Regions from separate parts of the Sus scrofa genome. Here regions 2, 3 and 4 are each linked to region 1. Evidence: chromatin contacts called from public HiChIP or PLAC-seq and promoter capture Hi-C data. All regions are on one chromosome and are shown on one strand. Each heading gives the region's core, a stretch centred on a gene start, on an enhancer-like site or on the middle of the called end of the contact. The rest is flanking DNA. Distances are from core to core; before and after follow the strand shown.

Evidence for each region. Promoter capture Hi-C pulls out the DNA fragments that hold promoters and counts their contacts. HiChIP or PLAC-seq counts read pairs in DNA pulled down with a chosen protein or histone mark.
Region 2: an H3K27ac HiChIP or PLAC-seq map of alveolar macrophages shows a contact between it and region 1. The contact joins the promoter of HILPDA here to the promoter of TNPO3 in region 1. A contact is called at or near these places in 1 of 47 Hi-C or Micro-C datasets (heart right ventricle) and 2 of 2 datasets of contacts at active chromatin or transcription factors (alveolar macrophages and skeletal muscle).
Region 3: an H3K27ac HiChIP or PLAC-seq map of alveolar macrophages shows a contact between it and region 1. The contact joins the promoter of CALU here to the promoter of TNPO3 in region 1. A contact is called at or near these places in 1 of 5 promoter capture datasets (fetal skeletal muscle), 2 of 47 Hi-C or Micro-C datasets (liver and skeletal muscle) and 1 of 2 datasets of contacts at active chromatin or transcription factors (alveolar macrophages).
Region 4: a contact with region 1 is called in a promoter capture Hi-C map of liver, with 2.5 times the contacts expected there. The contact joins the promoter of RBM28 here to the promoter of TNPO3 in region 1. A contact is called at or near these places in 1 of 5 promoter capture datasets (liver) and 4 of 47 Hi-C or Micro-C datasets (embryonic fibroblasts, heart right ventricle, mesenteric adipose tissue and 1 more).

What each region holds. Positions count from the first base shown.
Region 1 is chr18:19,571,094-19,574,169 of Sscrofa11.1, forward strand. It overlaps TNPO3 (transportin-3), which reads left to right and starts at 1,462. Exons shown (of 23, transcript XM_013990808.2): 1 at 1,462-2,166. The coding sequence starts at 2,047.
Region 2 is chr18:19,945,331-19,948,470 of Sscrofa11.1, forward strand. It overlaps HILPDA (hypoxia inducible lipid droplet associated), which reads right to left and starts at 1,750. Exons shown (of 2, transcript NM_001348757.1): 1 at 1,618-1,750; 2 at 1-538. The coding sequence starts at 470. The coding sequence ends at 255.
Region 3 is chr18:19,874,458-19,877,568 of Sscrofa11.1, forward strand. It overlaps CALU (calumenin), which reads right to left and starts at 1,347. Exons shown (of 7, transcript XM_003484023.4): 1 at 1,227-1,347.
Region 4 is chr18:20,032,936-20,036,062 of Sscrofa11.1, forward strand. RBM28 (RNA-binding protein 28) reads left to right here and starts at 1,370. Exons shown (of 19, transcript XM_021078708.1): 1 at 1,370-1,623. The coding sequence starts at 1,506.

The DNA of each region.
Region 1 (3,076 bases), core at 212-2,711:
TGCCTACACCACAGCCACAGCAACTCAGGATCTGAGCTGCGTCTGAAACCTACACCACAGTTCTTGGCAACACTGGATCCTTAACCCACTGAGTGAGGCCAAGGCTCAAACCCACATCCTCATGGATACTAGTCGGGTTCATTACTGCTGAGCCACAAAGGGAACTCCTAAATTTTTATTTATTTTTTTGACTGGTGTGTATCAGCTTGATGTGGGGTTTCAGTTCCCAGACCAGGAATCTGGGCCGCAGCAGTGAAAGTGCTGAGTCCTAACCACTAGATCATCAGGGAACTCCCTTCACAGACCTTTTAAACTGTAGAGAGTTTATTACCTTCTTTGTAATTAGAATGTAAACTCCATGAGGGCATAGATCAAAGTGGTCTTAACTAAATCTTTTTTTTTAAGGAATGAAGTAGGTAACCAAAATATCAAGTATCTTTCCTTTTGTCAGAAATTGTATCAACAACACTGTTTTCATTGTGATGTTGGTAGTTAAAATACCTTGACAATAACAACTGAGCACAAACTAATTACACAGGATGATAGGAATTGTACAATTTAATTGGCTTTGGAGTAAAACTGATTTGGATTCAAATCTTAATTTCCATTTAAGAAATGTGTAACCGTGGGCAAATTAATTGCCTATTTCTTAAAATGGGGATTTGGTTGGAAAATTGTTAAAAGGATTAAATGAGACCTTATAACTAAAGAGCTTTGCACATTGTACGCATTCATCAAATGGTAGCAGGTATTTATTACCGCAAAGGAGAAATAGCAATGTTGGGAAACTTTCTCCATAGAACAGATTCCAAGATTTCTATTTTCTTTTGTAAACTGAGACTTGTTAGACCATTAATGTTTGATGCAGAAAGGCATAAACAAAAACAATTCATTGTGTTTCTGCAAATACTCTGGAGTTCAGAGTGTCCTGGGCAATAGAATGAAACACCCTTTTGGGTGTAAAAGTTTAGCGGAAAAGGGATTCTAAGCTTTTTAAAATTTGTCTTTTAGGGCCACACATCAGGCATCTGGAGATTCCCAGGCTAGGGGTCCAAATGGAGCTATGGCTGTTGGCGTCAGCCACAGCCACAGCCACGCTGGATCCGAGCAGCGTCTGCAACCTTCACCATAGCTTACGTCAACGATGGATCCTTAACCCACTGAGCGAGTTCAGGGATGGAACCCACAACCTCAAGGTTGGTAGTCGGATTCATTTCCGTTGCGCCACAATGGGAACTCCAGGGATTCCGGGTATTTTGGATTTATTTCAACGTGGTAGTCATTTCAGGTTTGTACAAATTATTTGATTACGTGTCTGTCTCCTCCATTAGAGTCAGCATACAAATCCTGTCTTAAATCGTCTTCTGATTTCCATTACAGTGGCCACGCCACAGATGGCTGAATTGACGTGAGGGTCAGAAAAAATTCTCTGGAGAGAGATGAAGTCGGAAGGTGAAGGAAGGACCTGGATCCACTGCCAAGGAGAGGAGAGCTGCATACGTATGGGAACCACAACAGTCCCAAAGCTACAGTCGGAGTCCAGAATCGCAGAAAACCACCTCGAACCGCTCCTTCTCGGCCCCAATGTAGCCACTTCCGGGAGGGGGCGGGGAGACAAGAGGAGGCGTGCCGGGAAAGAGGCCGTTTGAGCTACACCAGGCGGAAGTGTGCCAAAGGTATCCGGGCTGCAACTTCCGGTCCGGGTTAAGGCGGGTGAGGCACGCTGCGTGGTCAGTGTCGTGCGGGGACAGCTTTCCGAGGGCAAGTCTGCGGGTCGAGAGGCGTACACCGGCGTCTAGGCTTAAAAATTTTGAGTCTAGTGGGAGGAGCGGAAAAAAGACTAGGAACTTGAATACGATCTAACCTCTGTTTCCGAGGGGGCAACTTCCACGGGGAACCCCTCTGCCCTGGTAACGGCCAAAGAGGAGATGGCGCCAGTCAGGGAGCGGCAGTGGCCGACACTGTGAGGAAGCGCGAAGGCGGAGTAACCGGAGAAGCCTCGGGAGAAGCGCCAGAGCCCTCGCCGCCGCTACCACCGCTACCACCATGGAAGGGACAAAACCGACACTGCAGCTCGTGTACCAGGCAGTGCAGGCGCTCTACCACGACCCAGATCCCAGCGGAAAGGAGCGCGCCTCCTTTTGGCTTGGGGAGCTGCAGCGTTCGGTGAGGGGCCGAGAGAGGCCGTTCTGCGCCGCGGGGCAAGGGCGGGGTGGGACCGAGGCCGGAGCCGGAGCCCGAGCCCGAGCCGGAGCCTGGCGGTTGGCCTCGTGAGGTCCTCCTCGGGGAGGAGCTGCTGCCACGGGGTGGGGCGGCGAAGCTTCATCTACGCCGCTTTTCGGAAACTAGTCGCAGCTGGTCGGTCGCGAAGTGGCCCTTTCCCCACCCCGTAGAATCTGATTTGTAGGTCCTATGCTTCTTTCTCGTGGCTTTGATCTAGTCCTCTTAAGTTTTACCCTTGCTACTACTTGCTTCTTAAGCCTTGCTTTTCCGTTTGTTTGTCTTAAATCAAATCCAATCCCATCTTTCTCCGTCTTTCTCTTAAAGGATGCTTTATCTGTCTCTCCCATTTGTTACGTCCGGCAATTCCTTCCCAGGCGTAGCCTTACACCTCATTGATCCTTGCTGCTTTTCACTCTAGTTTGAGTACAATATTCTCGAAACTTCTCAGGTTTCCAGATCCTTGTACACGTGAGTTTTCCCCGCGTTTTGAAGTGCAACATAATGTTAAGGAAAAAGAAAACGTTAATTCTGGTTTCAGAAAATCTTTGCATTTCTACTTTTGCTGTATATTGGTTTTCCAACCTTATCTTTACCCTGATTTTTAGGTTCTTTATAAGATAGGGGTATCGTTGTCGCCTTGATTATTACAAATAATTGTGTAAGCATCCAGCTAGGGAGTTAATTGCAACCTTTTATACCTGTTGTATTTCTGCATTCTTTGAATCACGTGTATCATGCTTCCGCCTTTAATTTTCTTACTCTTGCTATGCCTTATTTCTGAGTGAGTATGTATGCCTGGTGATCTTGCTGACTGTACCCTTCTTATTTTTGCATTTTATGCGCCCAAGCATAT
Region 2 (3,140 bases), core at 500-2,999, 370 kb after region 1:
GGCAGAGCCATGCCGCCAAGGACAGCAAAGCATACAGCAGACTCTGGGGAGAAGTGTGCAGTCGCTCCATTCCACAGTCACAGGCAACACACTCACATCTGTGTATTAAACAGGCTTATTCCAGAGCAAGGAGTATCCAAATGGAGAGGCCCTTCAAAGGCCTAGTTAACAGTTCTCTGATAACACTGATGCTGAGGCTGCCTGCACAGGAACTGGGACAGCTGGCTGGATGTAGTCAGGCCGGTATTCCAAGGTTATAGCCGGTGCAGGGAGGTCCTATCACACTCCTCTGGATGGATGTTCTGGAAGGCTCTTGGGGCCTCTGTGTTGGCTAGTTGACCTCTGGTGGTCCAGAAGCTCCCAGGTGATGGGCTCTCCAGTAAGCCCCCCAGGGTCTCCATCAGTCTAACGAAAACTGAGAGCAGGGTCAGGACCACACCTAAGAGATAGAGTTGCAACACCTGCTTCATGGCTGAAAGGATCCCACTCGTTTGTAGAGCAGCAGAGTTGCCTTCTGCTTCTAGAAGGCCTCTGGGTCCTGAGGAAAAAGAGCGAAGTTAATCTTCATCCTTTGGAGACAAGCATGCCTCCAGCTCTACCCTTCCATCTTCCTATGAAGCTAAGAAGAGCTCAGCCAGCCAGGGAGACAGGGACCATAGCAGAATCTCCAAGTATATTTACACTGTAAACTCCATGGCTGAAAAACTAGTTCTAGCTTTCCGGACTAATTCAAGAGCACCGGGATACTTTTCCTTCTGCCAGGTATGCACCATCCCTGTGCCACAGTCCAGGGACCCAAAACTTTCCTGAAATAAAAAAACCAAGTTCTGTCTCTGTGTTGGGGGGATGTGGGGGACGGGACGGGATATAAGAACATGCCCTTGAGAAAGCAAATTAGTCTCCCTCACATCTCAGGCAGGTTCCGGCTAATCATAAACTTTATGGGAGTTCCCGACGTGGCTCAGTGCTTAACAAATCCGACTAGGAACCATGAGGTCGAGGGTTCGATCCCTGGCCTCGCTCAGTGGGTTAAGAATCCGGCGTTGCGGTGAGCTGTGATGTACGTTGCAGATGCGGCTGGGATCTGGCGTTGCTGTGGCTGTGGTGCAGGCCAGCAGCAACAGCTCCAATTTGACCCACAGGAGCGGCCTTAGAAAAGGCACAAAACAAAACAAAACCAAAAAAACCCATAAACTTCCTGAAAGTCAACATAATTCGAAGGGAGTCAAATCTATCGAGTTCACTTAAATAACAAGTACACACTGAAATCCCCTCAGTGTGTCAGGCACCCTGAAAGGTACCGGAACCACCTGAGGTCCTGTAGCAGAACCCGCCCCGCGCGTGCCTTACAGTCTAAGGCCACAGACAAGAAAATAGGCACTTACTACAAACAAGACGCCAAGAGCCATGCCAGGAAGACGCTAGGCGTGCTCTGCGAGGGCAAGGCAGGGCCTGGAGCCTAACTCCAAGCTGGCGAGCATGGGGTGGGCACGTGGATTCTAGTTAGGGCCACCCCTGGAGAAAGCAGGACTGGGCGGCTGAGTGGGGACCCGGGTGGGGCGGGGCGCGCCAGGGGCAGGGGGGTGGGGAGTCGTGGAAACCCGTAGGGCCGCTCACCTCCAGGAAGGGATGAGGGTCCGCCAAGAGCACCGCGAGACAGTACGCGTCTCCGGAAACAAAACGGCAGCCCGCGGCTAAGCGTGGAGCTAGGCCCACGCCGACCACTTATAGCCGCGGCCGCGCCGAGCCCGCGCACGCGCACTGGAGCCCTGACGCAAGCCCGCGGCCCCGCCCCTAGGCGGGGGCGGTCTGGGATCTCGCGCGGTGGGCTGCGCTCGCGGCCATCGCTGGTTCAGAAACAGACGCCGCCGGCTTCTGAGTCATTAGGGTCAGCAATGGGCCTAGGCGTTGTCTGTTAACTTCCTCTGCCTTTTCTTGCTGTGGGAAGCTTCTAAAGGAATCGGAAGGCGCATTTCCTGCCCCAAATTAAGTCGGTGGAAAACACACTGGAGATGCCCCAATCCAAGGGTGGTGGGGGATGGGTTCTTCGCCAGCAATTTCAACAAAGCACACATTGTAAGAGGGCCTCAGACCCCCCACTCCATCCCCTACTCCCAGTTTTCTTCATTCCCGGGACTGAAAAGCTGACTTTGTTCCACTTCCTTGAGGTACCAGGATTCCAGATGCCACTTCTCACCCTGCATTCCAAAGCCTGAGGTTAATTTGCCATTGCTGTCTGAAATGGTGAGGGCTTCTTACATCATAACTCCTGCTTTCTAAGAGAATGTATCACACTAGGAAAATGTGAAATACTCATTTGGCCCTGGTACCTGGGCCTCAGTGCCTGCCGACGAGTCCCTTTGGGTCTCGGTGTCCTCATATAAAACGTGGCGATGATTTTTAAGGGTGCTTAGAAATTGAACCAAAGAGCTAGAGGGTCACAGACCAGCCTCACCCATCCCCACCCCCGCAAACCAAAGAAATGTTCAGTCGTGAGAGCGCCCAGGGACGAATCTCGGAAATAGAGTGCTGGGATCTGGGAGGCCCCTGGGGAACGAGGGCGGGGGGGGGGGTGCGTAGTGGAAGGAAGGCGGTCGGTGGTTTCACTGCCTTCCTCCTGGGGAGGAGCGGAGAGAACGAAAGCTCGAGGGGGCTGGTGACTCTAGCAGGGTCCCCTGAGCTCTAGGACTGTCGGTTCTGCATGCCTGGACTGAACGAACAAGAATCCGGGAGCTCCCTTCGCTCGGCCGGCTTTGTGGACAAGGGATTGGGAGACAAGGGAGGAGCGAATCCCAGCTGCGACCTTTCACCTACTTTGCGGGTACTCCGCTGTCAGAGGAGGAGCTGCCGGGAAGGCGGGGAAGGGAGAAAGTTGGAGACGGAGACGTGCTGGCAGGCAGGCAATTTGAAATGAGCGCTTCTACTCAGCCTGCAGGAATTTTTGGTCTTTTATTACACTAGAGTTTCATCTGTTTTTGTGCTGGACTCAGGGACTCGTCTCTCGCACGGTTCCTGGGACAGGCTCCAGCTCTGATGTCACACTGCCAGGCGTCCTCCAACCTCTTGCTAGTGGGGGGCCTTGGGCGAATCCTTTAAGCTTTAGGTACTTCAGTTTCTTCAGCTGTTATATGGGATAATGA
Region 3 (3,111 bases), core at 97-2,596, 300 kb after region 1:
AAGATTAGGCCTAGGCAAACTCATCCTCTCCCCACACAAATAAAATTTACAGGTTTCCTCTGGACCCTCATTTGTACTATATCATATAAATTCTTCACTGACGACCATCGTTTGGTACTTGGTTAACTAAATTTACTCAATGAGGTCAAACATGCATTTGTCTTGTATCAAGTTCCATTCTACAGCAAAAAGTAATTTATCAAAAAATCCCACCATTCCCTACCTCTTAGCTACACAAAAAGAAGCAACCTTATTCCTGATTCATTAACGTTGACTTTATGGTTCAGGCCAGAAAATAAATGCAATTGAATTCCCAAAGACACTATTCTGGGACTTTCTTTATACACTTAGGACTTCAGACTAAAGGCCCTAAAGTTTTAGCAGGAGAGCCAGGGAGCTTTTCGCCTTGATGGAAAAGCAGTGTTTGGAGCTGCAAATCACACAACTCCTAATCAGGGCAGCTGTAGGGAATTTAAGTTTATTTATAAACACAGCATGCCAAAAACCAGATCTAGGGTCTGGGGTTAGAAGCAACAAAACAAAGTAAAAATACAATTCCTTAATGAAACTTTTAAATATTTCTGTCGCTGACTGAAGCATGTAGCCAAACCTGAAAGCTTGAAATATTCATCTTTTCTTTAAAACTGTAGAGGTTTAAGAAAAAAAAAAAATCAAGAAGTGTCTTCATGCTTTCTTTCCCCCCTGTTTCTACACCCTCAAAGTCCGCGAACATTCTTGGCAGATGCACGGTCCTCTCGGGATGTGGCCTTGGGGCGGGGCTGGCGGACACAAGCAGACCAGTGCGTGGGAAGCGGCAGGGAGGTGTAACAAAAACGCTATGTGACTGCTCTCCGACCTTCAGGAGGCAAACAAAAATGACCCTTTAGGACGAGGAACTCAGTGACAAGCGGGGCGCAGGGCCAGCGGACGGGGCAAGTAAAGCACAAAACTGTGCCCCACAGGACGCAAAGCCAGGAGCCGTCGTTCATCAAAGACCCAGGCCCCTTCCCAGAGGAAGCGGTAAGGCGAGCGGCGGCCTCCGACATAGACTGCGCGCCGAGGGCCGGGCAGTGGCCAGCAGGCTTAGGCCCCGAAATCCTGAGCTGGCAGAAACAGGGGCCCTGAGCCAAAGAGGCCCTGCCGCGCCGGGAGCGAGATCCAGAGCACAAAAAGAAAGCGAAAAAAGAGGAGTCAGCGGCCGAGGGGCAGTGCACTGCGGTACTTACCTCTAGTCCTAGCGCCCACAGCCCGGGATGCCGCAGCCACCGCTCACCCACCGGCTCAGCTCTACCGCGCAAGCACCGCCCAACCGGAAGCGGCTCCTCGCCCCGCCCCTAGCCTCCTCGCCGGCAGCCTCCGGACCAATCACCGACAAACTCGCCACTGACGCACAGCTCCCCCGGACAGCCATTGGTCCCACGGTCACGTAGTCGGGATTGGCTGCAAAGCGCCACGTCCTCGCGAGCGCGCCGAGTTGCGTGGACAGGATTCCCGCCCAACTCTTTTCCCAGCCCTGCGGGGTTGGCGGGATCTTGGCCAGTTACTACCGGTGGCGTGTGGGCGCGGCTGTCTGGCCGCCACGTCCCGATTCGCAGCGCGTGACTCGGCCTCCATAGGCCTTCTTAGATTACCCTACTAATTATCTTCGTGACCACGAGAACCTGTGGCCGAATTAATCCGACTCTATCAGTTGCCAACTATATTAAACAATCCCAACCTCTCCTTTCCCTTCAGCGTTATTGCCCAGATGGGGTACCCTACTGGAGGCTCTTCAGGGTCGACTCCACTTGGGTCTCCCACCACTCCCTCTCACATTTCTTGCGCTCTGGCCACCATCATCATCTCGGTGTTTCCTAACATCGCTAGTCAACAGACCTTCCCACACAAATACAATTTACAGGAGTGAGGGCGTTTTCCAGATTTTCTGCCTTGTGAATGGACAGTGGAAGTCCCAGTACACAGAAATCCGGGTTCAGATGTTAGCTCTAGAAGCCTTTCCCGACTCCACTAGACAAAGTAATTCCTCTCTTATTTACCCTCATTAGCACTTTGCATCTTCAGTATGCTTGGACAGATTTTGCTGTCAACCGCTGCTTATAACATTTGTCCTTCCCAGACTAAGCTCCAGGGTAGAGATCTGCCTGTATTCATCTTCGTCTACAGGTCTGAGGCTTACTGCCTAGTTCAAAGTAAATGCTTAATAATGTTAAGTGAACTGGAGTTCCCGTCGTGGTGCAGTGGTTAAGGAATCCGACTAGGAACCATGAGCTTGTGGGTTCCATCCCTGGCCTTGCTCAGTGGGTTAAGGATCAGGCGTTGCCGTGACCTGTGGTGTAGGTTGCAGACGCGCTCCGATCCCGAGTTGCTGCGGCCCTGGAGCTGGTGGCTACAGCTCCGATTGGACCCCTAGCCTGGGAACCTTCATATACCACGGGAGCGGCCCAAGAAATGTTGCCAAAAAAATAATAATAGCAATAATGTTAAGTGACCTGAGTGGGTGGAAACCATTGCATGTCCCTGATTTAAGAGGAACACAAGAAATTATTAACGTATTCATTTTTCAAGTCATGAAATTAAAATTAAATGAGGGCTACAATGTTTGCAGCCTACTATGTTCTTAGCACCTAAAGCCTCTATATTTTCAAATCCAGTTGAGACAAGTGGTATGCTTGAGAGAGAGCTAAATACAAAGCAACTTAGTTTAACTATCAAGATGAGAAGTTGACAACAAATTCTTTGGGAATTCAGACAAAGGAGTGACTGTAATCCTTTGTGGTAGCCAGAGGTCTTCCTAAGAAGGTGTGACTCAGGCTGGACTAAGAAATTCCTGAATGCACTATTCAGCAAAAGGAATAATAGCAACAAGGGCAAATAGGAGTCAGAGTAGGAAGTATAATTCTTAAGCCAGAGAGGGGACAAGGGAAATAAAAAAAGGTAGGGGTGGAGGGGGAGCCTGAGTTCTGAAGAGCCTGAGGTAAAGGCAGTGGGAATTGTGGGTCTTCTGAAGGTTTCTAAGCTTGTCCCTACATGATAGAGATGGAATGAGATTGAAAGTGGTTCTTTCAGGGATGTGCATCTCCTAATAGGGATTAACTATATAAAACAGCCTGC
Region 4 (3,127 bases), core at 120-2,619, 460 kb after region 1:
ATCTATTTTGTATTTCAATACTTCCTCTGCTGAGTTATGTGTTTAAAGATAACTGTGCTTTCCAAGTATTATGTTTTAAGCATGTAATACTTGGAGCTAGGGTTTCATATATCTGATGTTTACCATTCTCCCTTCCCCCTGTCACTATTAACCAGTCATCCATCTATCCAAAATATATTGAAAGTAGATGGGGTTTGGGAGTTCCCTGGTGGCTTAGTGGTTAAGGATCTGGTATTGTCAGTGCTGTGGCTTGGGTCAGTGCTCTGGCATGGGTTTGATCCCTGGCCCAGGAACTCTGTATGCTGTGTCTGTGGCAAAAAAAAAAAAAAAAAAAAAAAAAGCGATTAGATTTGAGGAGAAAGGGAAACACTTTCCACTGTATCTTTTGTACATTCAAAATTTTCTACCTAGGATGTGCTCAGGTTATACTGTTTAAAAAAATGCACTGGGTACTTTTGTTCTGTGCAAATATTCTGCAGAGTGCTGCAGTTTCGCACACACAGGTCAGTGCCTGGACCAGTGGGATGGCACACACTGTGTGTGCCAGGATCCAGAGCACTCAGACCTCCTGGTCAGTGAGATTCCTCAGCCTTGGGCCTGTCTGATAAGCTCACCTGAGGAAAGATTTCCTATCTCTGGGAGGATCTGTGTTCTAGGTCTGTGTGTATAAGCTGGATGTCTAGTTTGTTCTGGGTGCATTCTCATGTGACCTTGCATGGTTCGGGCTATTATTTATTTGTAAAATTTTTTTGGGGGGGGATTAATGTCTGTCTACCCCTACTACACTGTATTCTCCATAAGACCAAGAGCCCTGTCTTTTTTTAGCTCACCAGTTTTATCCCTAGTGCTTGGCATATAGTAGGAGCTAAGTAACTTTTTTTGAAAGAATGATCGTGTATGATCTGTGCCTGTATATACTTTAGTAACTATAATTTGTCTGTGACTTGTTAAAGGCATGGTTAGAGTTATCTGCTATAGTGTGACAGATGTCTCATAGTCTCTGAGAACGTGAGAAGTGTCAGAATGAAGTATGTGACATACTTGTGTTTATATTGTGTGTTTTATGCATGTAATCTGGGAGTCTGTGGTGGCACTTCAAAAAAAATTTATTAAACATCTATTATATGTTATATCCTGGGTTAAGCCCAGAGCAAAAATAACTTCTCTTGCCTGCCTGGCTGAGTTTGGTATAGATCTCCAGAAGGTGAGATTTTAAGCAGGGTAGAAACTAGCGACGCCAAATTTCCCTACAGAGACAGGGGGCGGTACTTGGACCAGGGGTGGAGCCCCACTCGAGGAGCTCCGCCCCTGGGCGGTACGATTTTTTTCCTTCCGGGCTGTTTTTTTCCCCTTCCACCCTGTTTTCCTCCGGACGCTTTTGAGCGACGAGCACTTCCGGGGTTTCCCGGCAACTTGGCGTGGTCGGCTCACCAAAGTCAGTTCCTGGACTCACGTGCGTCAACTAGGTTTGCTTGAGGCCCTGCCCGTCTCCGTTTCTCTGCCTCATGGCGGGGCTGACCCTGTTTGTGGGCCGCCTCCCACCCTCGGCCCGAAGCGAGCAGCTAGAGGAGCTGTTCAGTCAGGTGGGGCCGGTGAAGCAGTGCTTCGTGGTGACTGAGAAAGGTAGGGGGCGGGGCGATCGGGGACAGGGTTGGGGTTCCTGGGAGCCGGATGGGGGCGAGAACACCCTCCCAAACTTCATAATACTTTATTCTCCCCTCAGTGAAAGGACTTGGAGGTTAAATTTCTTTTCCAAACTGACTCTGCTCTGGATGAATCCATAGAGACCGTTTCTGAAACTCCAGTCAGTCCCTTGAGTTTGTGTACCTCTTTCCTTTATTATGTGCGCTCACATATAAGATTCTGTTTCATAGTAAACATAAGTAATTTTTAATCAAACATCAGTAAAACTTATTGAGAATCGATTGATTGCCAGGTGCCGTGCGTTCCATCAATCTAATTGGGTGGGACCTTAACCCTGTTACACAGGAGAGGAATCTAGGGCTTCGGAGAATTTAGGAACGTTAGCTTCAGTTTGTAGAGCTAGCAAGTAGCAGATTCAGAATTTGATCACCAGACTCAGAGCTCTTAACCAATATGTTATTCATACACCCGGCTATTTATTTCCTCAGTATTTATTGAATGCTTGCTCTGTCACTGGCACTATTGTAGGGCCTGGGAATACAGCAGTGCACAGACCCAATCCAGAAATCTGGCTCTTGTCTTCAAGATGGGGAAGACAGCCAATAAATAAGCAAAACATATAGTGATAATGGTGATAAACGTTGAGGAGAAAAATAATGAAAAATAAAAATAATTTTAAAATAAGAAAATTAGGGAGTGAGTGTCTGAATGTATGTGTGGTGTTGGTGGGGAAACTGTAGAGAGAGGGGTCGGGGAGTCCCCAGGGAAGGCCTTAGGGATTTGAGAGGGTGAACACTTATTTCTCAGCCAGAGGAGCAGCCTAGCGCAAGGATACTGAAGAGGAGTGTGAATAGTATATTGGAGGCACAGCGAGGAGACCTGGGTGACTGGAGTACAGTGAGTGAAAGAAGAGAATTACCAGATGAGATCTTGGACTTTGGCTTTGGCTCTGAGATAGGAAACTACTGGTTTTGAGCATGGAGCAGTAAACATCATCTGACTTCCCATTTTGGAAGATTCTCTCAGGCTGCTGTGTTGAGACTTGGACAGAAGCAGGGAGACCAGTTAGGCTCATGTGGTGATCATGGTGTTGGACCAGATGTTGTAGCATTGAAGGTGGTAAAAAAGTGATTAGAATATGGATGTTTTTGAAAGTAGAGGAGTCTCTTTCGTGGCTCAGCAGAAGCGAATCTGACTAGTATCCACGAGGATGCAGCTTCAATCCTGGCCTTGCTCAGTGGGTTAAGGATCTGGCGTTGCCATGACCTGTGGTGCAGATGTGGCTCGAATCTGGCATTGCTGTGGCTGTGGCATAGGCCAGCGGCTACAGCTCTGATTCGACCCCTGGCCTGGGAACCTCCATATGCCAAGGGTGCTGCCCTAAAAAAAAAAAAAGAAAAAAAGTAGAGCTAAAGAATTTGCTGATGGATCAAATGTGGGGTATGAGAAAAAGCAGTGTCAAGGAGTCAAGTTCACGTCTAAC